Regions from separate parts of the Sus scrofa genome. Here region 2 is linked to region 1. The links are chromatin contacts, called in public HiChIP or PLAC-seq maps. All regions are on one chromosome and are shown on one strand. The core of a region is the stretch at or near the end of the contact, and the rest is flanking DNA. Distances in the headings are between cores, read along the strand shown.

Region 1 (5,825 bases), core at 2,342-4,841:
AGGATCCTCCCAAGAGATGGCTGGCAGGGAATGAAACCCGAGGGAAATGGGGTGATGCTTGGGATCTTAGCTCTCTACCCATCTTTCTCTGAACCCTGACTGCATGCTCCAAATCTCAGAGAAGAGGAGTAAAGAGGGCAACGGCTTTGGAGGATCTGAAATGTTTCTCTCTCTGTATTTCTGTGTTTCTTCTTGGAATTTCTCCTTTTTTCATCTCACCGGACTCTTCTTTCCTATTGGAGGTCTGGGTGGGACTCTCAGAGTGGGCAGGGAGAGCTGAACACAACTAATGCTCTGCTTTCCCTCTCGTCTCACCCTAGACTCCACCAAAAAGGTCAGTGATGTCCTAAAGCTCTTTGAGGATGGTGAAATGGCTGAATATCTCCAAGGAGATGTGAGTGGCAGCTGGGAAATCCTTTCCTTCACCAACTCCTCCCATCTTTGTTTTTGCTACTCCATTGGGATGCCCAACTTCCAGGGATTATTCTTGGGCCCAACCCTTGCTATCCTCTCTCTGGATACCCCAGCATCCATTGTTACTGCAGCTACCGCTTTAGGACAAAACCAGAGATTCTGTTAACTCAGGATTCAGCCCAAGAAACCATACTCCTGCCTTGGATGCTTCTCAATGCTGCACTTACTGTCACTGTCCCCACCACTCCCAATTCTTCAGTCCCCAACTCTCTCATCCTTCAGACCCCCCCAGGGTAATGCCAAACTCTCATCATAGGCCATTGGGTACGAGGGATTCCAGCAATTCCTGAAAATCTATCTGGAAGTGGATAGTGTTCCTAGTCACCTAAGCCTGGCACTGTTTCAATCCTTCCAGACTAGTTACTGCTCAGAAGAGACTGTAAAAAGAGGTATGGTCACATAGGTGGGACTGGGCCGGGCCTCTAGCAGAAAAGTCAAATGAAGTGTGGATTGAGGGGGGGGTTGAATTGAGTCACATGTTGGGGAGCAGGGTCGGCAGGGAGTTGTAGAGGGTAGCCAGGCTGCTGTAGGAGCTGGAGGGAGGAAGCTTAAAGGGAAGAGTTAGAACAAACAAAGGACAAGAGAAGAGCCAGACTGGAGGGAGCGCCAACCTCAGATCTGCTGTACTTTCTTGTAACCAGATGTGGTGTGTCTCAGTGATGTCTCCTGCTACTTCTCCCTTCTGGAGGGCGGCCGGCCAGAAGACAAGCTAGAGTGTGAGTTGCCATTCTGGACTGGGAGAGGGGAAGAAAGATGAAAGGAGAGAGGGTATTCCCCCAGCCTTCCTTCCCTCATTTTTTCAGGATTCCTAAAGGCTGACAGGGCCAGACAAAGGTGGGGCCAGAGAATGGACCCATTTCCTCTGTTTCCCCAGGCTCCTTATACCTAATGCCATCTGCCTTAGTCACCCCCGTTCCCATGTCTTGTGTATTGTCATGTGGGTGGCCGGGGATGTTCTTGGGAGGTACGGATCGTCTGCCCTATCAGGTGCAGTGAGGGTGGAATCCAGGCTTGTTTCCCCTCCCTTTTTGTCTGCTGTCTCAGTCTCAGCCCCAAGTCCTGGGCTCTTCATCCAAAAGGTTTCTCCTTATCTCTTTGTTTCCCCTGTATTCTGTTATGAGTTCTCTGGATATCCCTCACAAACTGACCCTGGCCCCCTAAAACACCCCACAGTCACCTTCAAGCTGTACGACACGGACAGAAATGGGATCCTGGACAGCTCAGTGAGTTGGGGGACCTGTATGCTGGGCAAGGGAGTATGTGTCCATTTGTCTGTGCTCTCCTGTCCCAACTCTTCCAGGATCTTAAGAAAGAGAGGAAGCTAGAGGGAGAAGTTGAGTCTAGTAGGACTAAATTTGGGAGCAGGCCCCAAGCTCTTGACCCTTAGAAGAGGATGCTGGAGACATGAATTGGGGGCTGCCTTGCAAACCTACGAACACACATAGACATTCATTTACTTGGCAGAGGCACCTGAGAATGAGAGGGGGTCTGCGGGTGGAATTCAGGGACCCTGATTTCTAGAGGAGAGTTTGGGTGATGGTAGTGAGGTGGGATATGGCTGTGGTTCTTATCCTCTTGGCCCCCAGGAAGTGGACAGAATCATCATACAGATGATGCGAATGGCTGAATACCTGGATTGGGATGTGTCTGAGCTGAGGCCGGTAAGGCGATTTTTCCTGCATGTTTCTTCTTATACCTTCTCCCTGGTACATCCCTCATCAGCCTTACCCCATCTCTGACAGGCAGTCTGGTGCCCTTGTCTAGGCTGGCTAGGCTGGCTAGGCTGGCTGGAGAGGTGTCAGATCTGAAGGGCTACTCACACCCAAAGTCTACCCACCCCCCCATTCTCTGCTCAGATTCTACAGGAGATGATGAAAGAGATTGACTATGATGGAAGTGGCTCTGTCTCCCTAGCTGAGTGGCTCCGGGCTGGGGCCACCACTGTGCCATTGCTCGTGTTGCTGGGTCTGGAGATGGTGAGTAGGAGAGATGGTGAGGATGGGTAAAACAGTAGCCTTGGGTTGTGCTTGCCAGAGGTTGGCCCTCTAAGGGCTTAGACACTCCCCAGCATCTGCTGTGCCCTCCCAGACCTTGAAGGACAATGGGCAGCACATGTGGAGACCCAAGAGGTTCCCCCGACCAGTCTACTGCAACCTGTGCGAGTCGAGCATTGGTCTTGGCAAACAGGGGCTGAGCTGTAACCGTGAGTGATGGGGCCTGGGAGCGTGGGAGCAGAAGGGCAGCCGGGCTATCTGGGGGAACACGGCACTCAGAACTTAGAGACACCTGGGTTTGGATCCTGGTCTCTGCCACTGACTAGTTATGTGACCTTGAGGAAAGCCACATACCTTCTTTAAGTCATAGTTTGTTCAGCTGAAAATGAAGTAACTGTGAGCATTAAATAAGTTGATGCAAGAAAGGTGCTTCATGCAGTGCATGTATATACTCTTAAGTCTGCAATAAAAGTTAGCTATTATTATTTTTGTCGTCATCGTTCTTGTTATATCTGAACCTTCTTTACATCGTCCAGCTCAGTTCCTGTCATATGAATGGAGTAGGGTTGGGTGTTTGGTAGAGATTGCTCTTTTAGGGGGAAGAGTGAGCAAAAGGCACAAGTCTCCGAGGTGAGCTCCCACCCTAAATTTTAACTCTTTACCACACCCTCACAGCCAGGGGTTGGAGGTCTTGTTTCAGTAAGTGATTCTGCTTAGCCGCAGTTAAGGAGGAAATAGGAGGAGGGGCTGCACCTAAGACTCTGACCTTCTTCCCTCTTGCCCAGTATGTAAATACACTGTTCATGACCAGTGTGCCATGAAGGCCCTGCCCTGTGAAGTCAGCACCTATGCCAAGTCTCGGAAGGACATTGGTGTGAGTGACCCCATGCCCATTCCATCACCACCCACATCCTGGCCCTGGCCCTTAGCCCACTGCTGCCCTCAGCCTTTCCCTAAGTCTCTGTTCAGACCCTCTCAGACAAGGGACTGCCATTCTCCCTAAGGTCCAAACACATGTGTGGGTCCGAGGAGGCTGTGAATCTGGGCGCTGCGACCGCTGTCAGAAAAAGATCCGGATCTACCACAGTCTGGTTGGGCTGCATTGTGTGTGGTGCCACCTAGAGGTCAGCTCTGGAGCTATCCCTCCAGCCTTGCTTTGGGGACCTCCCTAAACTGCCTGCTTTCCCGGCCTCCTCCAGCACATCTCCCTTGCACCACAGTTGCCCTGCTCCTGACGCCACTCTTTGAGTACCAGACCCCAAGTTAAGAGGTGATGGGGTTCCCTCCATGATCCCTCCGTGCCTGCCTTGTCTTTCAGATCCATGATGACTGCCTACCAGCCATGGGCCATGAGTGTGACTGCGGGCTGCTCCGTGATCACATCCTGCCTCCATCTTCCATCTATCCCAGTGTCCTGGTGAGACCCTTGGGCAGCAGCTGGGGACAGGAGTGTTTCCTCAATTTACACATGGACCCACAATGTCATTTAGAGCCGAAAGCCTATATTTTTAGGATTCAAGTCAGACTCTGAACTGTTTATAGAGTCACACAATGCAGTTTCCCTTCTCTCTGCTCTCCTCCCTTCTCAGGCCTCTGGACAGGAACGTAAAGTTAGCAAAACAAGCCAGAAGACCACAGATGATTTAAATTTGAGCACCTCTGAGGCTCTGCGGGTACAGGGCTAAGAGGCTCGGGCTTTGTGGTGGGGACCTCATGGGGGGGAATAAAGTGGGAAACTTGGGGAATGGGGCCTGCTCTCCAGAAGCCCCTCCCTGGTAGAGGAAGGGAGAACCTCGTGGGGGGAATGCCAGCCCTCTGCCCCTGTCTTCAGGGCCCCTCTCACTCTGGCAAAATCTTGCTTTCCTTATTTTCTTCCCTCAATGCAGATTGACCCCGTTTCTAACACGCACCCACTTCTGGTCTTTGTCAACCCCAAGAGTGGCGGGAAGCAAGGGGAGAGGTACGAAGCCATGTCCAGGGTCTTCAGAGTTTGGGAATCTATGTGTAATGGAGGGGACATGCCCTGAGGAGGACATCAAGAGAGTGGGGTACAGAATATCCATTCCCTGCCATGAGCTCTCCTTTGTCCCCACGTAGGGTGCTTTGGAAATTCCAGTATCTACTAAACCCTCGACAAGTGTTCAACCTCCTCAAGGACGGTCCTGAGCCAGGGTAAGTAGAGGTTAGGGACTCTATCTCAGTGTTTTTGTGCCCCTGCCTATCTGCGTAAGGTGGAAGAGAGTAGGAGAGAGTGCATGTTTGGAGGGGAGGGCTATGGCAGCCCAAGAAATGACTTTAGAGGGCTGCTTTTACTGCTTATCCCCATCTCTGAATACTCTGGCTCATCTTTGTTCTGCTCTCAAAGGATGTAAATACGAGTTTCTCCCTCCCCACTGAGTGGCTATAGTTTTCCCCATTGTATTTTTTTCTCTACCCTTAATAGAAACAAGCCTTTTGACAAAAGGAAAAGGGATTGTAAGAGTTCCCTTCATGGCTCAGTGGTTAACAAACCTGATTAGGACCCATGAGGATGCGGGTTCAATCCCTGGCCTCACTCAGTGGGTTAAGGATCCGTGAGCTGTGGTGTAGATTGCAGACGCAGCTTGGATCCCACGTTGCTGTGGCCTTGGTGTAGGGGGGTGGCTGTAGCTCTGATTGGACCCCTAGCCTGGAAACTTACATAAGCTGCAGGTTCGGCCCTAAAAAACAAAAAGAAGCGGGTGTGGAGGGATAGGGGTTGTAAGAAATGAGAGACAGGAAGCACTCTGCCTGTGCAGGAGTTGGGCAGCCTCAGTCCTGTTATCCTTCCTCATCTTCTCTCTCACCTTTTGTCTCAGGCTCAGATTCTTCAGAGAGGTTCCTGATTACCGGATTTTGGTGTGTGGCGGAGATGGCACAGTAGGCTGGATCCTAGAGACCATCGGTCAGTGCAGGGAGAGGCTCTGGGCAGGGCACAGGGGCAGTGGCCTTCCAGAGCTAATTTCCTCCATCCATCTCATCACCTGCCTCCTCAGACAAAGCCAACTTGCCTTTTGTGCCTCCTGTTGCCGTGTTGCCCCTGGGCACTGGAAATGATCTAGCTCGTTGCCTAAGATGGGGAGGAGGTAAGTGTTTAGAAATTGTTTTCCTGGGGAATGGGGAAGTTGGGCAGGAAGGGACAGGCACATAGAGAAGACATCTAGGCATCTGGTGTAGAAAGAGGGTCGGTGGAGAAGAGAGACAAAGACACGTGGATTGTCCCAAAGGAAAAAGAGCTTTGGAAAAAGCAAGGACCACCGTCTGAACCTGGAAGGGTCAAGGGTGACAGTCCTCTTCTCCATAAACCTAAAAATATCCTTCTGTTTCTTCCTGAGTCTT
Region 2 (5,825 bases), core at 2,135-4,634, 90 kb after region 1:
GCTGTGGTATAGGTCTCAGACCCCTAGCAGGTGTGACCATTAAAAAAAAAAAAAAAAACTCAAGTTGTTGCTGCAGAATAGCAGAAGAATGTTAAACCTGGACTGGGAAGTGGAGATAGTCCCACCAGGAGTGCCTTCAGGATAGGAGAGAAAGTGTACCCTGCCTATCTGTCCAAAGCAGAGATTCATCATATATTTGTTGAGTACTTTCTAAGTGCAAAACACACTGTATGCCCGGGGAGAAACAAGACATAGTGACAGGAATGATGGTGATCATAGGGTATACCACTTTCTGAGTATTTCATAAGTGCCAAGCATTGTGTCAAGTATAGAGACAGCTTATGAAAAAAAATGTTCAGCGTTTCATGGCTCAGCAGTTAACAATCCTGAGTAGGATCCATGAGGATGTGGGTTCGATACTTGGCCTTGCTCAGTGGGTTAAGGATCTGGTGTTGCCGTGAGCTGTGGGGTAGGGCGAAGATGAGGCTCGGATTCTGTGTTGCTGTGGCTGTGGTGTAGGCCAGCAGTTACAGCTCCGATTAGACCCCTAGCCTGGAAACTCCATATGCGGCGGGTGTGGCCCTAAAAAGAAAAAAAAAAAAAAAAAGTTCACCACTACTAGAGAAGAAATAAAAGCCCAAGAGAGAATAAGTAACTTATCCAACACTTATCAGTCAGTAAGTGACAGAACGTGGATTTGAACCTAGAGTATGCTATGTTACTCCAAAGTCTGCGTCTATCTCTTAATCCCAGTAATCCAGCCAGTAAAACCTCTGGGCTATGAAAATCCAAAGAAAAGCCAACATAGGAACATTAACTTTGTTCTGTCTTAAATATTAATTATTTTCTGTCCCCTTCACTGAACTTTTTTCTATTCTATCTACCTCATTGCCATTCCATACGATACTGTCTGCCTTGTATTTTCCATGATATCGAGGTGAAAATTAGAGATACTTCTATCTAGAATCTATCATTTTCCATGCCCCATTGAAACTATCAAACAGAAACTCAAAATAGCCTATGAATATAGTGGTTTTAAAGCCAAAATAAAAGTTAGAAAATAAGGAGTTCTCGTTGTGGCGCAGTGGTTAATGAATCCAACAAAGAACCATGAGGTTTCGGGTTCGATCCCTGGCTTTGCTCAGTGGGTTAATAATCTGGCATTGCCATGTGTGAGCTGTGGTGTGAGTTGCAGACGAGGCTCAGATGCGAGCTGCTGTGGCTCTGGCGTAGGCTGGTGGCTACAGCTCTGATTCAACCCCTAGCCTGGGAATCTCCATATGCCACAGGAGCAGCCCAAGAAATGGCAAAAAAATGACCCAAAAAAAGTTAGAAAATAAATTTTAGGGAGTTCCCGTCGTGGCTCAGTGATTAACGAATCCGACTAGGAACCATGAGGTTTCGGGTTCCGTCCCTGCCCTTGCTCAGTGGGTTAACGATCCGGCGTTGCCGTGAGCTGTGGTGTAGGTTTCAGACGCGGCTCGGATCCCTCGTTGCTGTGGGTCTGGCGTAGGCCGGTGGCTACAGCTCCGATTCAACCCCTAGCCTGGGAACCTCCATATGCCGCGGGAGCTGCCCAAAGAAATAGCAAAAAAAGCCAAAAAAAAAAAAAAAAGAAAAGAAAATACATTTATTTTAACCCCAATAAAGGGGGTTAGAGATTAACAGAAACTATGATGTGTTGTTGGAGGCAAAGTGAACCTGGTGTAGTCAGACTCCAGAATGACTCATGAATGAAGTATTGGTCTCAATCTATACCAGCTCGGGTCTAAATAGTGGGAGGTCCTTCTGACACCCAAGTTTCTTCAATTTTGGAGACAACTGAATGGTTGGCTACCCATGTATAGCGATTCCTGCTCAAGCTTAAGAGTTTCTGAAGGCTCTTCAGATGTAAATGGAGGAGTTTCCATTGTGGCTCAGCAGGTTAAGAATTCGACTAGTAACCGTGGAGGATTCAGGTTCCATCTCTGGTCCTTGTCAGTGGGTTTAATGATCCAGTATTGCCGTGAGCTGCAGTGTAGGTTGCAGAGGAGTCTTGGATCTCGTGTTGCTGTGGCTGTGGTGTAGACCAGTAGCTGCAGCTCTGATTCAACCCCATCCTGGGAACTTCCATATGCCTTGGGTGCAGCCCTAAAAAGAAAAAAAAAAAGAAAGAAAGAAAAAAAAAAAAGAGGTAAATGGAACTTAAACATAAATAACAAGGTACATTTCAATAGGAGGCCAGAGTCATCAATGAGTGGTGAAATCACCTTAATGGGAATTGATGAACACTTATTAAAATAAAATAGAAAATACCAGCGCACCTTATGTCATAAGGGCTTTGTTTCATGAAATTTTTGTTTCAGTTTTGTGTGTGTGTGTGTGTATTTGTATTTGTATATGTATTGAGTACCAAAGTAAAATATATTTTTACTAGGAGTGTAAGTCAAATCATTTAGGTCACCAGTCCAACTTATACCTCCATCCACTTATTTGTTTCTTAGGTAAGAGAAAGCATAGTACAGTGGAGCCAAGAAACCTCTTACTAGCTCCCTGTAACTTTGGGCAACCTCAGTTTTAACCTCTCTACTCCTCAGTTTTTCAATCTGTCGTGGGATCCCTGAACCTCTAGGGAATTCCCATGTAATGTAAGGATAATATTAGAAGCTTCCTTGTAGACTTGTTGAGGGTTAACTGAGTTAATATTTATACAGTGCTTACTACAGTGCCTGGCACTATGTTTGCAAGATCCAGGAACAAAAAGGTGAATGAGAAATAGCCCTAGCACCGATGCACTTGTCCATGACTCCTCCCTGCTGGGTTTTCTCAGTATTAGAAGGAGGAACTAATAACATGTTTTATTCTTCCCCCAGCCTCCCGCCCCCAACATCTTCCTTTTCTGTCATGCACCAAAGAAACGAGCAGAGAGCGTCCCCCAGTGGCCGGTGGAGTGATGTCGCCTTCCGTTTAAGGGCTTGGGGCCTGGGGACTGCCAACTCCGCACTACAACTCCCACCATGCATCTCTTCCCCTCCGACCTCTAATAGGCAGTGTGACAAGCGGTCTTGCGCCGGGCAACTTCCCCGCCTTGCGTCGCAAAATACAGATAAATGCCCAGAATTACGTCCGGGGTAAGGTGTTGCAAAGGTTGCTGGGAAACACATAACCGTAATTTTCTTCCGCCAGCAGGTTAAATAGTCCCTTGGTCACTTTGTGCCACGGAAAAATAAACTCGAGAAACACCTTTCTACCATAGATTTCAGCAGAAACGCTGAATAATAAATAACATTTGAATAAAGGTGATTGCCGTCCTTGGCGTGCGTCCAGGAGCCGTCTAGGAGGAATCCCTCGGCGTGAGCGGAGGGATCTCGCACTATATAAGAGAGCCGAGCCGTTGGCCACTTCCTCTCTCGCGTCTTCGCTTCCAAGATGGTGAGTTATGGCGCGTGGTGAACGATTGGGGCCGGGTGAAGGCTGAGTGTGAGCCAGATGAGATTGTGGGGGTTTTAAAACCTGGACTACGGTGAAGGAATGGAAAGAGCATATGTTTGTTCCAGGCTTGGGGGGGTTTGCGGAGGGACTGGAGATCTGAGTGGCTCTTCTGGTGGTTGCCGGCGGGAAATGTGGCCGGAAGGGGTCTAAGGCTGGGTAAGTTGCGAGCCCTTCTTAATGGTGTTTTCATCCTGATGCAGACCAAGAAAAGAAGGAATAATGGCCGTGCCAAAAAGGGCCGCGGCCACGTGCAGCCTATTCGCTGCACCAACTGTGCCCGATGCGTGCCCAAGGATAAGGCCATTAAGAAGTTCGTTATTCGGAACATTGTAGAGGCCGCGGCGGTCAGGGACATTTCCGAAGCGAGCGTTTTCGATGGTGAGTGAGCTCCCGGGGCGAATCGGTATCTTAATATTTAAGAAGTGTAATTTTTTTGTGGCGCGTATTCGATCCCTGGCCGAGGAACTTCCACATGAGGCCGAAAGCTGTACATACATACTTTAAGACCTAAAACCACCTCTCCCCGCCAACCCGTGCGGTGCACAGGCTTTGTCGTAGTAGTGTCCGAGCAATCTCCTTGTGTTTTTAAGGTTGTCGGTAGAAGAGAATTGAATCTTTGCTGCGTTTGCCACTTTGAGCTGTGTCTGGGGAGGGAGCCTTTTTGTGGTAGTGCTCACTGAGTCATTTAAGAAAGGAAGCATGTCTACTTAGGTTCACGAGGGTGATCTTTGGAGCAATATGATGTTGTTTTAATCGTTTTTCTTTTTAGAGACAGTGAGCTTTTTTAGGCGGGGGCCCTGGACGGTGTTAGGGCTGATGTGATTGTTGAAGAAACTAGATTCTTGGTGGTATAACATCTGTGGTGTGAATTTGATTCCCATGATGACAGGATGGGTTAGTAAGGGGGTGTTTATTCGTGAAACTATGTTTTTAGGTGTCAGAAAGTGAATAGTAGCTCTTTGGAGTGAAATCTTGTAGATATGCCTAAATGAGTTTGTTTACTTTTTTGTTTTTGTTTCTTTGCCATTTCTTGGGCTGCTCCTGCGGTGTATGGAGGCTAGGGGTCGAATCAGAGCTGTAGCTGCCAGCCTTCGCCAGAGCCACAGCAACACGGGATGCAAGCCGCTTCTGCAACCTACACCACAGCTCACGGCAACACCGGATCGTTAACCCGCTGAGAGGGGGCAGGGATCGAACCTTCAACCTTATGGTTCCTAGTCGGATTCGTTAATCACTGAGCCACGACGGGAACTCCTGTTTACTCCCCCCCCCCCCCAAAAATGACCGAACTTGAGAACTTCCCAGGCCAGGGGTTGAACCTGCACCATAGCAGTGACAATTCCAGGTCCCTAACCTGCGGGGCCACCAGGGAACTCCTGGGTATGTTTACTTTTGCCTGATAGAATGAACAAGAAAGAACTGCGTGAGGTGGGTGTGCAATACATGATATCATACCTCTAAATTTTCTGTTTCTTAGCCTATGTGCTTCCCAAGCTGTATGTGAAACTACATTATTGCGTGAGTTGTGCCATTCACAGCAAGGTAGTCAGGAATCGTTCTCGTGAAGCCCGGAAGGATAGAACACCTCCACCCCGATTTAGACCTGCGGTGAGTATGTAAAAGGTGTGGGAGCCAGAGGGGTGATGGGGGAAAGACACATACGAGGACTCAAGGAATATCAAAAGTGGTTAGAATCTGGTTCAGATTGAGTAGCGTAATCTTTGATGTGTGTTGGTTTTCCATGCATTTATGGCCCAGATACATTGTTAGTGGTAGGAGGGCAGTGGTCAAGTTCTTTAAGGGAGACTCTTTAATTTACTGTTCCATTTTTTTTGTCTTTCAGGGTGCTGCCCCACGACCTCCACCAAAGCCCATGTAAGGAACTGAGTTCTTAGAGACTGAAGGAATTCTATCCTTTAAAAAGACAATAAAATGGAGACTATACTTAATATGGCATGTTGAGTGTGTGTTGCCAGATATAATGGGGGTTGTGTATGTTACAGGAACTGTAACTTCACCACATATTGAACTCTGGAGTGTCACATAGTCTTTTTCATGGAGGCCAGGGTGGTTATGTAAGTTAAACCTCAACTCCTGTGTTTCTCTTACATTTCTGTCTTTGACCTCCCCAATTTGCATAGCTATGGGGGAGAGGAGTTAAAGCATCTGTATTAGGTTAATTCAACCTGGCATGTTGGCGTAAACTGGTGTTCTAAGAACAGGATAAGGAGTTTTGTGAGGAACTCATCAGGAAGCAATTTAGACTGATCTAGGTGTGAGTATCTTTAGTGGGGGACACAAGGCTTTAATGGAAGTTTATGGCCTGAATAGCTTCATGGGATCTGATTCCAGAT

The links. HiChIP or PLAC-seq counts read pairs in DNA pulled down with a chosen protein or histone mark.
Region 2: an H3K27ac HiChIP or PLAC-seq map of alveolar macrophages shows a contact between it and region 1. The contact joins the promoter of RPS26 here to the enhancer-like site in region 1. A contact is called at or near these places in 1 of 5 promoter capture datasets (liver), 19 of 47 Hi-C or Micro-C datasets (alveolar macrophages, blood, brain and 12 more) and 2 of 2 datasets of contacts at active chromatin or transcription factors (alveolar macrophages and skeletal muscle).

The regions. Positions count from the first base shown.
Region 1 is chr5:21,337,595-21,343,419 of Sscrofa11.1, forward strand. It overlaps DGKA (diacylglycerol kinase alpha), which reads left to right. Exons shown (of 24, transcript NM_214032.2): 3 at 321-394; 4 at 731-863; 5 at 1,116-1,190; 6 at 1,648-1,697; 7 at 2,061-2,135; 8 at 2,331-2,450; 9 at 2,563-2,677; 10 at 3,254-3,342; 11 at 3,473-3,592; 12 at 3,787-3,885; 13 at 4,058-4,141; 14 at 4,355-4,428; 15 at 4,566-4,640; 16 at 5,306-5,391; 1 more. Among named protein-coding and RNA genes, the nearest start is that of DGKA, 8.9 kb to the left of the region's middle. Within about 2 kb of position 3,592, at least 14 of the 83 cell types and tissues checked have an H3K27ac peak or open chromatin away from gene starts, as enhancers often do. A contact at or near this core is called in alveolar macrophages and retroperitoneal adipose tissue, where this site is marked.
Region 2 is chr5:21,428,272-21,434,096 of Sscrofa11.1, forward strand. It overlaps RPS26 (ribosomal protein S26), which reads left to right and starts at 3,385. Exons shown (of 4, transcript NM_001097481.2): 1 at 3,385-3,411; 2 at 3,672-3,849; 3 at 4,949-5,079; 4 at 5,315-5,420. The coding sequence starts at 3,409. The coding sequence ends at 5,350.